Linked DNA regions of Zea mays: all the other regions are linked to region 2. The links are chromatin contacts, called in public Hi-C maps. All regions are on one chromosome and are shown on one strand. The core of a region is the stretch at or near the end of the contact, and the rest is flanking DNA. Distances in the headings are between cores, read along the strand shown. Region 1 holds the start of LOC100382598. Region 2 holds the start of LOC103630348 (gibberellin receptor GID1-like). Region 3 holds the start of LOC606484 (deoxy xylulose synthase 1).

Evidence for each region. A called contact is a pair of places that touch in the nucleus more often than the background predicts.
Region 1: a Hi-C map of bundle sheath shows a contact between it and region 2, with 3 times the contacts expected there. The contact joins the promoter of LOC100382598 here to the promoter of LOC103630348 in region 2. A contact is called at or near these places in 3 of 25 Hi-C or Micro-C datasets (bundle sheath and leaf).
Region 3: a contact with region 2 is called in a Hi-C map of bundle sheath, with 3 times the contacts expected there. The contact joins the promoter of LOC606484 here to the promoter of LOC103630348 in region 2. A contact is called at or near these places in 2 of 25 Hi-C or Micro-C datasets (bundle sheath and leaf).

Annotation. Positions count from the first base shown.
Region 1 is chr6:157,505,965-157,509,845 of Zm-B73-REFERENCE-NAM-5.0, reverse strand. It overlaps LOC100382598, which reads left to right and starts at 1,447. Exons shown (of 2, transcript NM_001175328.1): 1 at 1,447-1,642; 2 at 2,857-3,881. The coding sequence starts at 2,886.
Region 2 is chr6:157,209,369-157,213,466 of Zm-B73-REFERENCE-NAM-5.0, reverse strand. It overlaps LOC103630348 (gibberellin receptor GID1-like), which reads right to left and starts at 2,491. Exons shown (of 2, transcript NM_001322979.1): 1 at 2,101-2,491; 2 at 1-1,583. The coding sequence starts at 2,139. The coding sequence ends at 567.
Region 3 is chr6:157,471,152-157,475,351 of Zm-B73-REFERENCE-NAM-5.0, reverse strand. It overlaps LOC606484 (deoxy xylulose synthase 1), which reads left to right and starts at 1,396. Exons shown (of 8, transcript NM_001164333.1): 1 at 1,396-1,521; 2 at 1,604-1,903; 3 at 2,049-2,471; 4 at 3,381-3,654; 5 at 3,778-4,085. The coding sequence starts at 1,396.

The DNA of each region.
Region 1 (3,881 bases), core at 198-2,697, 300 kb before region 2:
GTCTCTTGCTAGTTTTACAAGTTACTTGAGAGTTTAGAAGGAGATGAAGAAAATACGATTTAAAAGCCAAGCAACAAGAGCAACAAGAAAAATACCACACTCTCAAGTCACTAATCACTAATGATCATTAGATGCAATTATGACATGTGGAGAGGTTTGGAAGCTTTGAATGAAGTGTTTGCTCTTGTATTGAATGTGAGTGAATGGGATGCTTGGATGAATTGAATGGAGCACTCCTCACTTAGCTGATCGCTGCCCTTTCTCTAGTTCTCCTCCTCACGACCTCAGATTGCTCCCAAGTCCCATTTCACATGGATGCACAAGCGCAGGCCCGACTACCGCCCTATAGTGTCCCTCTTCGTGTTGCCATTAGTGCTCTCCGGCGCCCCTCCACCAACCAACACGAAACCAGAACCTAAGAAGGAGCCGCCGCCAACCTACATGAGGGAGCCATGGCCCCTTTGATGAGGAGACACCTCACCATCCATCTCGCCTTAAGAAATTTGCAATTATACCACTCCCGAGATTGCACTTTGCTGTTTTGGCACTCTAAACAGCTTCATCGCCAAAATGGCATTGCCAACATTTGCTAGTGGACAAAACAGCACTCCCGTGTGTTTAAGATTTAAACGAGTTAGATGTTGTTGGAAGGACAGAATTGCCCCTACCATATCCCTCTCCCTCTTGCTCTAAGTCTTAAACACACATGACGAGTGTTGAAAAAATCCTGAGAGAACCTACCATCATTATAGTCCTTTTTCCTGTTGAGGAATCGGTCGGGGAACTTGAACTAGCGGGGTTGCCAACCAGGATCACGAGGTGCTCAAGCTCATCCGAGGATAGCTCACTAGCCCTGCACAAAAATGTAATCAACAAAGCTGAATGATCCAATTGTAACAGCTAATCAAGAACCCATCACCGCTTGTACAATCCAAAAGATGTGACCTCCCTCGGCACCACCAAACTCATCAAGAACCATCGGCAAGTCGTACTGCTAATCACCGACAACACCCCTTGCACCTTGTCCTCATCCCACTACATGATACAATCGTAAAAGCCAATCAAGAAAGCATTGTTTTTCACGTTGACGTTGGCCTTCCTTTAGACGATGTTGGAGAAGCGACGGTAAACACCCTTGATGAAGGTGACGGTGAACATGATCTTCTTGCCATCCACGTTGGTGTTGAGCAGGCACAAATGTGTTGGAAGTCCTCCCCAATGATTAGCGACCGCAAAACCAACACCAACAACTCGTCAGACCAACCGGTAACCCGTGATGACTCATTGGGTCCGTGGAGAACGATAGGGCGAATCTCTTAGCATGGCAACAACGTTAGCAATGCCATTTTAGCAATGAAGGTGTTCGGAGCGCCAAAATCGCAAGTGCAATCTCGGGAGTGCTATAATTGTAAATTTCTCTCCCGCCTCTGGTCTCGCCCGCCCGCCCGACCGACCGCTGTCTCGCTCGCCTCGTCTCGTCTCGTCTCGCTTCGTCTCCGTTTCCTCCGCACACCACCACAGCCGCGTCAAGCCGTCAACCAACCAAACCCTAGAAGGCTCTCGCCCCCGTCCCCAATCCTTCGCCGCTCCCCGATCCTCGCCGCCCGCAGGCCAAAACCCCACGCCTCTCCCTCGACGCCGGGTAAGCTCCTCCTCTCCCCGCCCCTTCCGCTCTCTGTCTCTCCTCCCCTCCCTCTCTGATCTCTCTCTGGTTCGATTCGATTCGGGCGTGGAGTCCGGTCACTCCGGTGGCCTCATAGTTTGATCCGCCGAAGCACGGGAATGCCAACGCTCGCTATAGCGTGTGAGACGCTCGCCCGTGGAATTTCGACGGGCAACGGCCGCTCGGGCCTCAAGGGATCGCGTGATTGTGCGGTGTGGGTGACCGTGGAGGGCGTACCAGGTGCGCCTGGGCATGGAAGAACGCCCCACGTCGAGAATTTTCGGGAAATTCGATTGGGGCACAGGTGGCGGAGATTTGCAGGTGTCGTCTCGTTGTCAGGATGCTGGTAAAACTATGGAAGACTATGCTGTAGAGTTCCGTGAAAAGAGAAAATTTGGGTTCTTATCTAGTGCCTGATGATTTGGTCTTGGAATTCAAGGGATCGGGAATGCAAACCCAATTTTTCTGGAGGATAATAGACCCTAGATGCTCATTCAGCCAAAATTCTGGTTATAGTAGTTGTAAGTTGGTCTTCAAAAAATATACAATACCTTTAATATTCCTGTTTTGATTCGATAATCCGATGGCAAAGGGAAAATAGACGAATATACTCGGACCTAATCCTCATGAGTTAGAATCCTCTGATTCTGTAACGATTTTGTAATCTCTTGCTTTAGTTCTGTTGTTATGTGAGTAAGGTAGTTTTCTGTTGCTTGATTATTGGACATGGGAGATCAAAACAAGCACAATTTCTGTGCTGCAGAAAAGCAACTAAAATGAAACATCATTAATGGACACAGGTTGCATGTCAAATTGAAGCGGAGCCAAAGTTTGTCTGATTTAGTTCTTTTTGGCATGGGAGACCTGCGGTAGCTGTCATGCAGTGAGCAACGTGTCATTCATTTGTTATCAGGATGCCAGGTTCTTTTGCTGTTAATTAGCTGTAATATGGATAGTGCTGCATGGTGTGTTTCCTTAAACCAGATGTTTGAGTTGGTCTAGCTGTTTGGTATCCTTTTGTTAGGTTAGATATGTACTTTGCATTTATAGTTATCTTTTTACTTGGATATTGGTATTCTGTATTTGTTATGATTGGGCATTTGAACGTGTCTCATTTGACAAGAAGATAAGTACTTTACACATCTTATCTTAGAGTGTTAACCTTTTTTTTTCTTTTGCAAATTTCTTCACAGGTATATCCAGTGTAATCACTTTGTCAGAAATGCCTTCTGCATCCAAGTCCAAGTCAAAAGATAGATCAGCTGCAAAAGTTGCAAAAGAGCAACCCAAGGTTTCTGCAAAGCCACTGGGAAATGGTACGCTTGCAAGTTCTTATAACAACCTCTCTGGAAAGTTCCATGTTCTGGAACCATCAGCTTCTTTGTTGGGTAGCCAAGGCATCAATAAATTCAGGAATACCGATGAGATAGATGAACATTCTCGCAGCTCCCATGGTACAGGGGATTTCGATTGTGCCTCCAACAACGGTAGCTGCTCTGACGAGTCAGAAGATCCAAAGGAAAAACCAACTAGTAGTGTGTCTCGAGTAGAGTCTGTTCCTGGATGTGATATTGATAAACGAGAGAAAATCAGACAGAAAAATGAGAAGAAGCATCAAAGACAGAAGGAGAGGCGTGCCCAAGAATTGCACGAGCGTTGTAAGGGTTATCTTATGTCTAGAAAATTGGAGGCACTTGCGCAGAAGCTTGTTGCGATGGGTTTCTCAGCAGATCAAGCAACGATGGCCCTTATACAGAATGAGGGTTGCGTTGAGGAGTCTGTTACCTGGCTCTGCAACTTTGATGGCAGTGAGGAAGCTAAGCAACAACTTGCAGCTGATCAACAGTCCGGTGTTAACTTGAAGATTGATATAGCTGATGAGCTTTCAAAGATTGTGAGCTTGGAGGTAAAATATAAGTGTACAAAGCAAGAAGTTGAAAGAGCAGTTGTTTCCTGTGAAGGTGATCTAGAAAGGGCTGATGAGGCCTTGAAGACACACAAGCAAGAATCAACTGCAGTCCCACCAAAGCCTGAGGGATCTAGTGACTCAAGTGCCTTGCCTAACAAGCAGCAAGTTGTACTTGCACAGAACCCTGCAAGGGCTCAAACAAATGGATTTTCATCAGTAGGATCTCAGCAGACGAGAAGAGAGGAGGAGATAAGCTATAAGCTTTTGATGAATGGTAGTGGTCCAAAGGATCCTGCAATTAAAGGGTTT
Region 2 (4,098 bases), core at 1,242-3,741:
TACAGAGATGGACAAGAAAAGAGACAAAAGCCACACACCAGCAGTAGAGGTGTAGTAGCACATTTTCTTATGCCTCTGCATCTAGCCTAGTAGTAGTAGTACTAGATTGGAAACATGTTCCACGACGGCATTGGGTAGATAGATAGATAGACAGACAGTACGATTCATCATAGAATGAAAGGCAGGCACCATCCCATCCGATCCATAAAAAGATGAGAAATACTACTACATCAGACACAGCAACAAAAAAAAGGCCGTCCACCTCCTTGTTGGTCCATCAGTCCACCACTGTACACAGAATGTTAGATGATTGACGGCGAAATTATAGGCTTCCCTCCATCAACCACGACGCAGATCATCAAGCAGCTTTGTGATCAGCAACCCGACGACGAAACCAAAAAAAAAAAAGAGTCACTGTGGTTTCTTTCCTAGATAGAGAGTTTTATCAGCAGCAAAGCCCACCACCACCACCCCAAGCAGCAGCAGATGCAGATCGGTACAACTATAAAGTCAAGCTTACCACCCATCTTCTTGCTATAACATGTGAAGTTTGTGTGCATGTGCTGCTAGAGGTTAGCCGCGAGGAAGTCGCCGATCTCCTCCATGACCTCGTGGTAGTGGTCCGTGTTGGACAGCAGGTAGAAACCCACGGTGGCCTTCTCACGGTACACGACCTTCACATGGTGGCCGTCTTGCTGGAGGCCCTCGGCGTACGCCAGCTGCCGATCGCAGGTGAGGTCCAGGCCCGACACGATGATGAGGCTCTTGGTGAAGGGGAGCCCCCTGAGCCGCCGCCCGTTCGGCCCGAACGGGTTGCACGCCGGATGGTCCCGGTCGGCGTCCTCGGGCAGGTACGCCTTCCAGTACCAGTCCCTGTCCTGGAGCGTGACGAAGTACTTGCCGTCCAGCCGCCGCTCCGACTCGGTGCGCTCGGTGCCGCCGAACATGGCGTTCAGCAGGATGTTGCCGCATATGTTGATCCCGGCGTCGGCGGCGCGGACGGCCACGTGGTGGGCGATGTTGCCGCCCGAGCTGTCGCCCGACAGGAACACGCGGGGCCGCCCGTCCCCGCCGCTGCGGAGGAAGGGCTGCGACGTGGCCCACTTCAGCGCGGCCCAGCCGTCGTCGTAGGCGCACGGGTACCGGTGCTCGGGGGCGCGCCGGTAGTTCACGGACACCACCACGCCCTTGCTCAGCTTCACGAACCGCCGGCACAGGTTGTCGTAGATGGCCGTGCCGGAGGACGAGTGGGCGAAGCTGCCGCCGTGGAAGAAGAGGATCACCGGGAACGGGTCCGGAGACGGCCCGCCGCCGAGGAAGTCAAGGATGGGCAGGGTGACCGCGGCCGCGCCCGCGCCGCCGTTGTTAGTGGCGGCGCGGTAGATGCGGACCTCCAGGCCAGTGGACGTGTCGATGACGTGGTCGGACGAGGAGACCCCCTCCTGGGCCCGTGCGTCGGGCGGCACCCGGCGGTCGAGGAACTCGGCGAGGTCGCGGTCGAAGGTGCCGTCGGCCCGCCGGAGCATGTTGTACGCCAACTTGAAGTTGGAGATGAGCACCCATGTGTGGATCGGCACCGCACCCTGTACAACAAGAAGGAAACCAACATCAACAACAGTTTCAGCCCACCCCCCTCCTATTCCTTTTGCAGTTTCCTGGCATGGGTGAGAACGGCAACGAGAGCTGCGATCTTTGGCCTCCTCTTGCCAGAAAAGATGGAAGCTTTGGTCGCTACCGTCTTGTTAGGCAGCCATTTCCGTGGGCATCCATCGCCACTCCCTCCCAAACTCCCAAAACAACGGGGGCAAGCGAGAAGAGGATAAAATTGGGGGTTGAGCCCAAAGGGGAAAGGAAGGCAGCGATTGACCGGGAAATCGCCGGCCAGCGCTGGCCCCCAATCCACCGTCCACCCAATCATAAAGCGGCGGCACAAATCGGGAGCCGCAGCCCTGGCGCACCCCTACAGAAGAACGCTCCCCCAAACGCGTAACCGAGGCGGGAGCCGGACGCAAGGACGGCGGAGCACATGCCCGCGCCAAACTAGTATATCAGTACAAGAAGGAAGCCCAAGGAAGGAAGCAACGGCAGCATCGCGCGCACCTTGCACTCGTTGCGGTTGACCTCGTCGCTGCCGGCCATGGCGGTGGGCGGGCGCCGCTTGCAAGCGCAAGATCTCTCCCCCGGGCAACAAAGCCTGGCTTTGCTCACGGCATGGGCCCCGGAGGACCGGCCACGCCAAGTGATCCCGCTGAACCGAGCTCGGCTCGAGCGCCGCGCCCTCCCGCGTCCCCGATCTCCTCGGGGCAAAGCCCCCTTCTCCTCCGCTCCAATACAAATCCCTGACGCCACCAACCTCTGGGCTCGACGAGCCAAGAAGGGGAACGAGCACCAGGCTGGCGCGCGCGGGCGGCAGAACGAGGAGAAGAGGCGAGGCGAGGCGGGCGCTGGAGCAGAAGCGCTGTAGGCTGTGGTGTGTGAGGCGGGGGCACAGGGGGCGAGGGAGAGATGGAGGGCAACAGGAAGGAGGGGAGGGGGGGTAATAGCGGGGGCGGGCGGAGGCGGACGGACGGACGGAGGAGACGACAAAACCGGCCGGCTCAAAAAGTAAAACCCGCGGGGGATGCGGGGCCCACACGCGCCCACTTCTCTCCCTACCCAAGCTGCCAATATTTTTCTCTCCCTCTCACTGATCAACTCCTCCTTCCTTTCTCTCTCTTCGCCTGGCTTTTGTTTGTTTATTTCTTTCTTTTTGAGGGTTTCGCGAGAAGGTTTGGATGGATCTGCCGAGCCGAGGCGCCCGACGACGACGAATCGACCCCCCCCCCCCCCCCCCCCCTTGCGTGGCGCCGCCCTTTGGGACGAAAGTTGCCCCTTGTGCTTTTCGTGCTCGCTTGCCTTTTGTCCTGCGTCGTGGTCGTCGTGGCCTGGAGCCCTGGACATGGGGTTACGATACAACATTCAGAAGAAATGACATGACATAGCACGAATTTGGGCAACATAAGTGAATCAGGCTCCGTTGCCAGACAGAAGTGAATTTGGGCAACCGCAGTATCCGTTGGAAATTTCAGTTATAGATTTCGATCCCTGACTCAAGCTTACAATATTCTGCTGTGGCCAGACAGACAGACAAGCAACCGCGCCGCGCGACCTGACCACGATGGCACACCTGACAAGTGTCTATACCGTTACCCTCTCCCGTCCTTGACAACCAGGCTGGTGTGAGTCCCGCGGTGAGATGTCGTGTGTCACCAAGTTCTGCCTCATGATCTCCCCACCTCTGTGAATCAGGCGTCGAGCCAGTATCTTAATTTGGTAGCAAAACTCGATCCGACTCCAAGCAAAGAAACGCCAAATCCTTAAACACCAATCCATGCATGCAAATGTGTTTCTTCAGCTGAGAAGTATGCAACACTAGATGAATTGTCACACCACTCGATTTTAAAGTACAAAACCAGGTGATACATTCTTATACATGCAAATAACTTCATTAATGGTGACCAAACGCAGCATATAAAAAGTATGATTACTACATCTCATAAAAACATCATAATCTTCGTCTTTAGAATCACGGGAACTGTCAGTGGGGCGAGAGAGAATGGGGATGTGCTGGTGAAGATTTGAGAAGAAGTAGACTAAGATTGCCTTGTGCATAAAAATTTTATTGACTCTAATTCGCTCTCTTCGAACGCTTGTTTCGATCTTTCATACGTGTTCTTCCATTGTTGTGCTATTCATAAGAATGCAGTCCACGAAGATCAATACACTCCGGTGGAGCAGCGCTACAAAAATATTGTTCACCAAGCTCTAAAATATAGCCAAAGCGTTTGTAAAGTCCAAACAACATCACCATGGCCTCGTAGAAACCTTGATGTGTGCAAAAGTCAGCCTTGTATTCAACCCCCCCCCCCCCCCCCCCCCCTCTGCCACAACTTGAAGTGCACAGGCACTGTAGCTCATCTGACACTCCATCTGCCATGACAATATTATTCCACTGCTCCCTCCCTATCTCTCTTATGCTTCTCTTCTAAGTTCTTGTACACTGTAATACTCGGTTTGTACAATTTTTTTCTCTTATAGTAATAAAATATTTTTCGTGAT
Region 3 (4,200 bases), core at 147-2,646, 260 kb before region 2:
GAGAAGAGGGTAAAAAAGTGTAACATCTTTATCTAAAAAATAACTTGTAACAGAAGTGGCTTGCATATTGACGGAACTAAAGGTGGATGTCAGCGGTGGCAAAGTGAAGATTATCAAGAAAAAAGGAGATTAGCATCAAGAATGTAGTAAATACAAAGATGATATATATAGTTGCATGACATTTCACTTGTCCTTACCATAAATAGTGCTTGAGTTGTGATAGTGTGTGATGTTGCATAAGGAAATTGGGTCTTTTTGTTGTATTTGGGTCGAGTGAAGGGGGATCAAACATGTATGGGAGCAAAAATTGAAATAAGCTTAAACAAGATTACTTATAAACTAGAGTGTTTGTTGATCATTTTAATAAATTATATTATAGAAGTTGAATCAGACATGTCAAGCGGCATCAGAGGCAGCAAGCTCCTATGTTTGCTTGACCAGCATGTAGCAATCCAAGCTACTAATTTTAAGTGTTTTGTGGTTAGAACTTGTTGCCTAGCAGCTATTTTCCTTCTAGGGCAGCAACCAAACATGTCCTAAGTGCATGTGGAGTTGTTATTACAAATTACTCAATGTGGCGATGTGCAAATTTACAAAGGTATTCTTTTGGGCAATCAGGCTTGGGTAAATCCTCAGGGCTTGTTCGATTAGTGATAGATTAAAAGAGATTAGAGATGATTAAATCTCTTGCTAGTCAAAAATTGAATAGAGAGAGATTTACTTCTATCCACCAGCAACCGAACATGGTCTAAAAGGGTATATAATTATGGGAGCCGTAGATGTAGGTACGGGGACAAAAGTCCTTTCTCTATGCACTTTTGTGCAGCTCCTACCTCACTTCTCCACAATTGATATTTGTTTGATTTGTATCTTATCCCATATTATCCTCTCGGGATACTTGGTCGAGCTGGCCCAATGGGGTGCGACATTGGTAGGACACCCATTGCTCTCACTCGCTCCCGCCGGTTGCTCGACCCGGGAGGACGAGGGGGGGGGGGGGGGGGGGGGGGGGGGGGGGGGGGGGCAGGGCAGGGGCACCTTGGTCCTTGGGCACAGGCGAATGAATTCCAGCCACACGCGCGGCCATGGCCTTCCCCACCTACGTGGTCATCCACACTCCCCTCGGCATCCCGCATCCCCTCGTCCCCGGACCCGCCGCACTACTGCTATAGGCGCATCCCCGGCGCCTTCGCACACTCTCTCCCCGGCCACTTCCCAAATCCGCCCGCCATTCATGCACCCTTCTGTGCACTGTCAGCGCCACCATTAGCTCGCAGCTCAAGCTCGCCACTACCATTTTGGTCGGTTCTTGAGGAAATCGATCGAACCGTTGGAGTGCCACCACTGGCAGAGGCTGTTGCATTCTTGAGTTGAGCAGGAAGAGGAGAGGAAGCAATGGCTCTGTCGACGTTCTCTGTCCCAAGGGGATTCCTCGGTGTGCCGGCTCAGGACTCCCATTTCGCTTCGGCGGTCGAGCTCCATGTCAACAAGCTGCTCCAGGCCAGGCCTATCAATCTCAAGGTAAGCTTCCTCTGCCAGTTGTACGCAAGCTAAATTTTCTCAGTTCCGTTCCGGTTAGTTTGATGGCCAATGCTGCGTGCAGCCTCGGCGGAGGCCGGCATGCGTGTCGGCGTCGCTGTCGTCGGAGCGCGAGGCGGAGTACTACTCGCAGAGGCCGCCCACGCCGCTGCTGGACACCATCAACTACCCCGTCCACATGAAGAACCTGTCTGTGAAGGAGCTGCGGCAGCTGGCCGACGAGCTCCGGTCCGACGTCATCTTCCACGTCTCCAAGACCGGCGGCCACCTCGGGTCCAGCCTCGGCGTGGTGGAGCTCACCGTCGCGCTGCACTACGTCTTCAACGCGCCGCAGGACCGCATCCTCTGGGACGTCGGCCACCAGGTACGCTGATGCGGCATGGGCCGCGCGCGCGGCATGGCTCTGGGTAACGTGCGCTCCATGTGAGCGTGCCGGGCAGGTCGCGGACAGGCTAGCTAATTAACCACCCCGGACCCGGGTTTTGTTTGTCTGATTCGCGCGCATGCAGTCGTACCCGCACAAGATCCTGACGGGGCGGCGCGACAAGATGCCGACGATGCGGCAGACCAACGGCCTGGCGGGCTTCACCAAGCGCGCCGAGAGCGAGTACGACAGCTTCGGCACGGGCCACAGCTCCACCACCATCTCCGCGGCGCTCGGGATGGCGGTGGGCCGGGACCTCAAGGGCGGCAAGAACAACGTGGTCGCGGTGATCGGCGACGGCGCCATGACGGCCGGGCAGGCGTACGAGGCCATGAACAACGCCGGGTACCTGGACTCCGACATGATCGTCATCCTCAACGACAACAAGCAGGTGTCCTTGCCCACGGCGACGCTCGACGGGCCGGTGCCGCCCGTGGGCGCGCTCAGCAGCGCCCTCAGCAAGCTGCAGTCAAGCAGGCCGCTCAGGGAGCTCAGGGAGGTGGCCAAGGTACGTCCGCACAAACCTTGGATGGGACGCTACATCACCCTCTTGACAGCCCGGCCGGTTAGGCAAGCGCCACGTAAGGGCTTGTTCGGTTATTCCCAATACACATGGATTGGATGAGATTGGAAAAAATTATGAAGAAGTTTGAGCTGTTTGGGATTCAAACCCATCCAATCCCGCTCAATCCACATGGATTGAGAGCTAACCGAACAAGCCCTAACACGTCAAATTTCCAGACTGTCCTCGTTCTCACGGAAGCGCGTAGATTTTCTGGAATCTTGATTAGTAGTAATTCCTATAGTTGCACATATTTTTTTATCAAATCATTAAGATAAATAAATAACCTTGCCTTTGGAATTAAATGGAAAACTGTCAACAGTCATCGGGCAGCAGCAGACGTACATGACGCGAGCTATGGAGCTTCTTGAATCTACTGCACGAAAGCGTCTGAATGAAACTTGTTTAGTCTTAGCGAACATGCCAAAATAGGCTGCGTCAGATGCAGAGTGACGTGCACTAATCTGCTTCTAGGGGGCATGCATGGACACATGTTCACCAGAAAGGCCGATGACGAAGCGTATACGAGCTAGCATTCTAGCAACAGTCCGTAGATTCGAGTAATGCCCACTACTAGGCAAACTTTGTATAAACAAAGCTACTCAAAGCATGGATGATGGATCTCAGGTCGCAGCAAGTTGACTCTAGAAATAGTTTATCATGCTACTCGAGCTGTATCCAAGTTTGACTGACATTGGTTCATCTTCTACTGGACTGGTCATAATATTACCTGGGCTAGGTTTTGACCGGCCCATTCTTGTTGGGCCGACAAGGATTGTGGAAGGAATGGGCGGCCCAGGTTTGCAGCTCTGAGTCTCTGACCGATCGCTGGCGTGCGTGCTTGTGCTTGTGCAGGGAGTGACGAAGCAGATCGGTGGCTCAGTGCACGAGCTGGCGGCGAAGGTGGACGAGTACGCCCGCGGCATGATCAGCGGGCCCGGCTCCTCGCTCTTCGAGGAGCTCGGTCTCTACTACATCGGCCCCGTCGACGGCCACAACATCGACGACCTCATCACCATCCTCAACGACGTCAAGAGCACCAAGACCACCGGCCCCGTCCTCATCCACGTCGTCACCGAGAAGGGCCGCGGCTACCCCTACGCCGAGCGAGCCGCCGACAAGTACCACGGTACAACGCACCACATGAGCTAGCATATGTGCCACTGTTTGCCTGTTGCACAGCACAGATCGTACCCCGACCGGAATCTGTGCGTCATCTTGGCTCTGTTGTTTGATGCGTGCGTGCGTGCAGGTGTCGCCAAGTTTGATCCGGCGACCGGGAAGCAGTTCAAGTCCCCCGCCAAGACGCTGTCCTACACCAACTACTTCGCCGAGGCGCTCATCGCCGAGGCGGAGCAGGACAGCAAGATCGTGGCCATCCACGCGGCCATGGGCGGCGGCACGGGGCTCAACTACTTCCTCCGCCGCTTCCCGAGCCGGTGCTTCGACGTCGGGATCGCGGAGCAGCACGCCGTCACGTTCGCGGCCGGCCTGGCCTGCGAGGGCCTCAAGCCCTTCTGCGCCATCTACTCGTCTTTCCTGCAGCGCGGCTACGACCAGGTGCGCACGCTGCCGTGTGCCCGCCGGCCGGGCCGTTCTTCGCATTTGCTTGCTGCTACTCGATCGTTTTCTTCTTTTGTGCGGGCGCGGTCCTCGACTGACGCCGTACGCACGT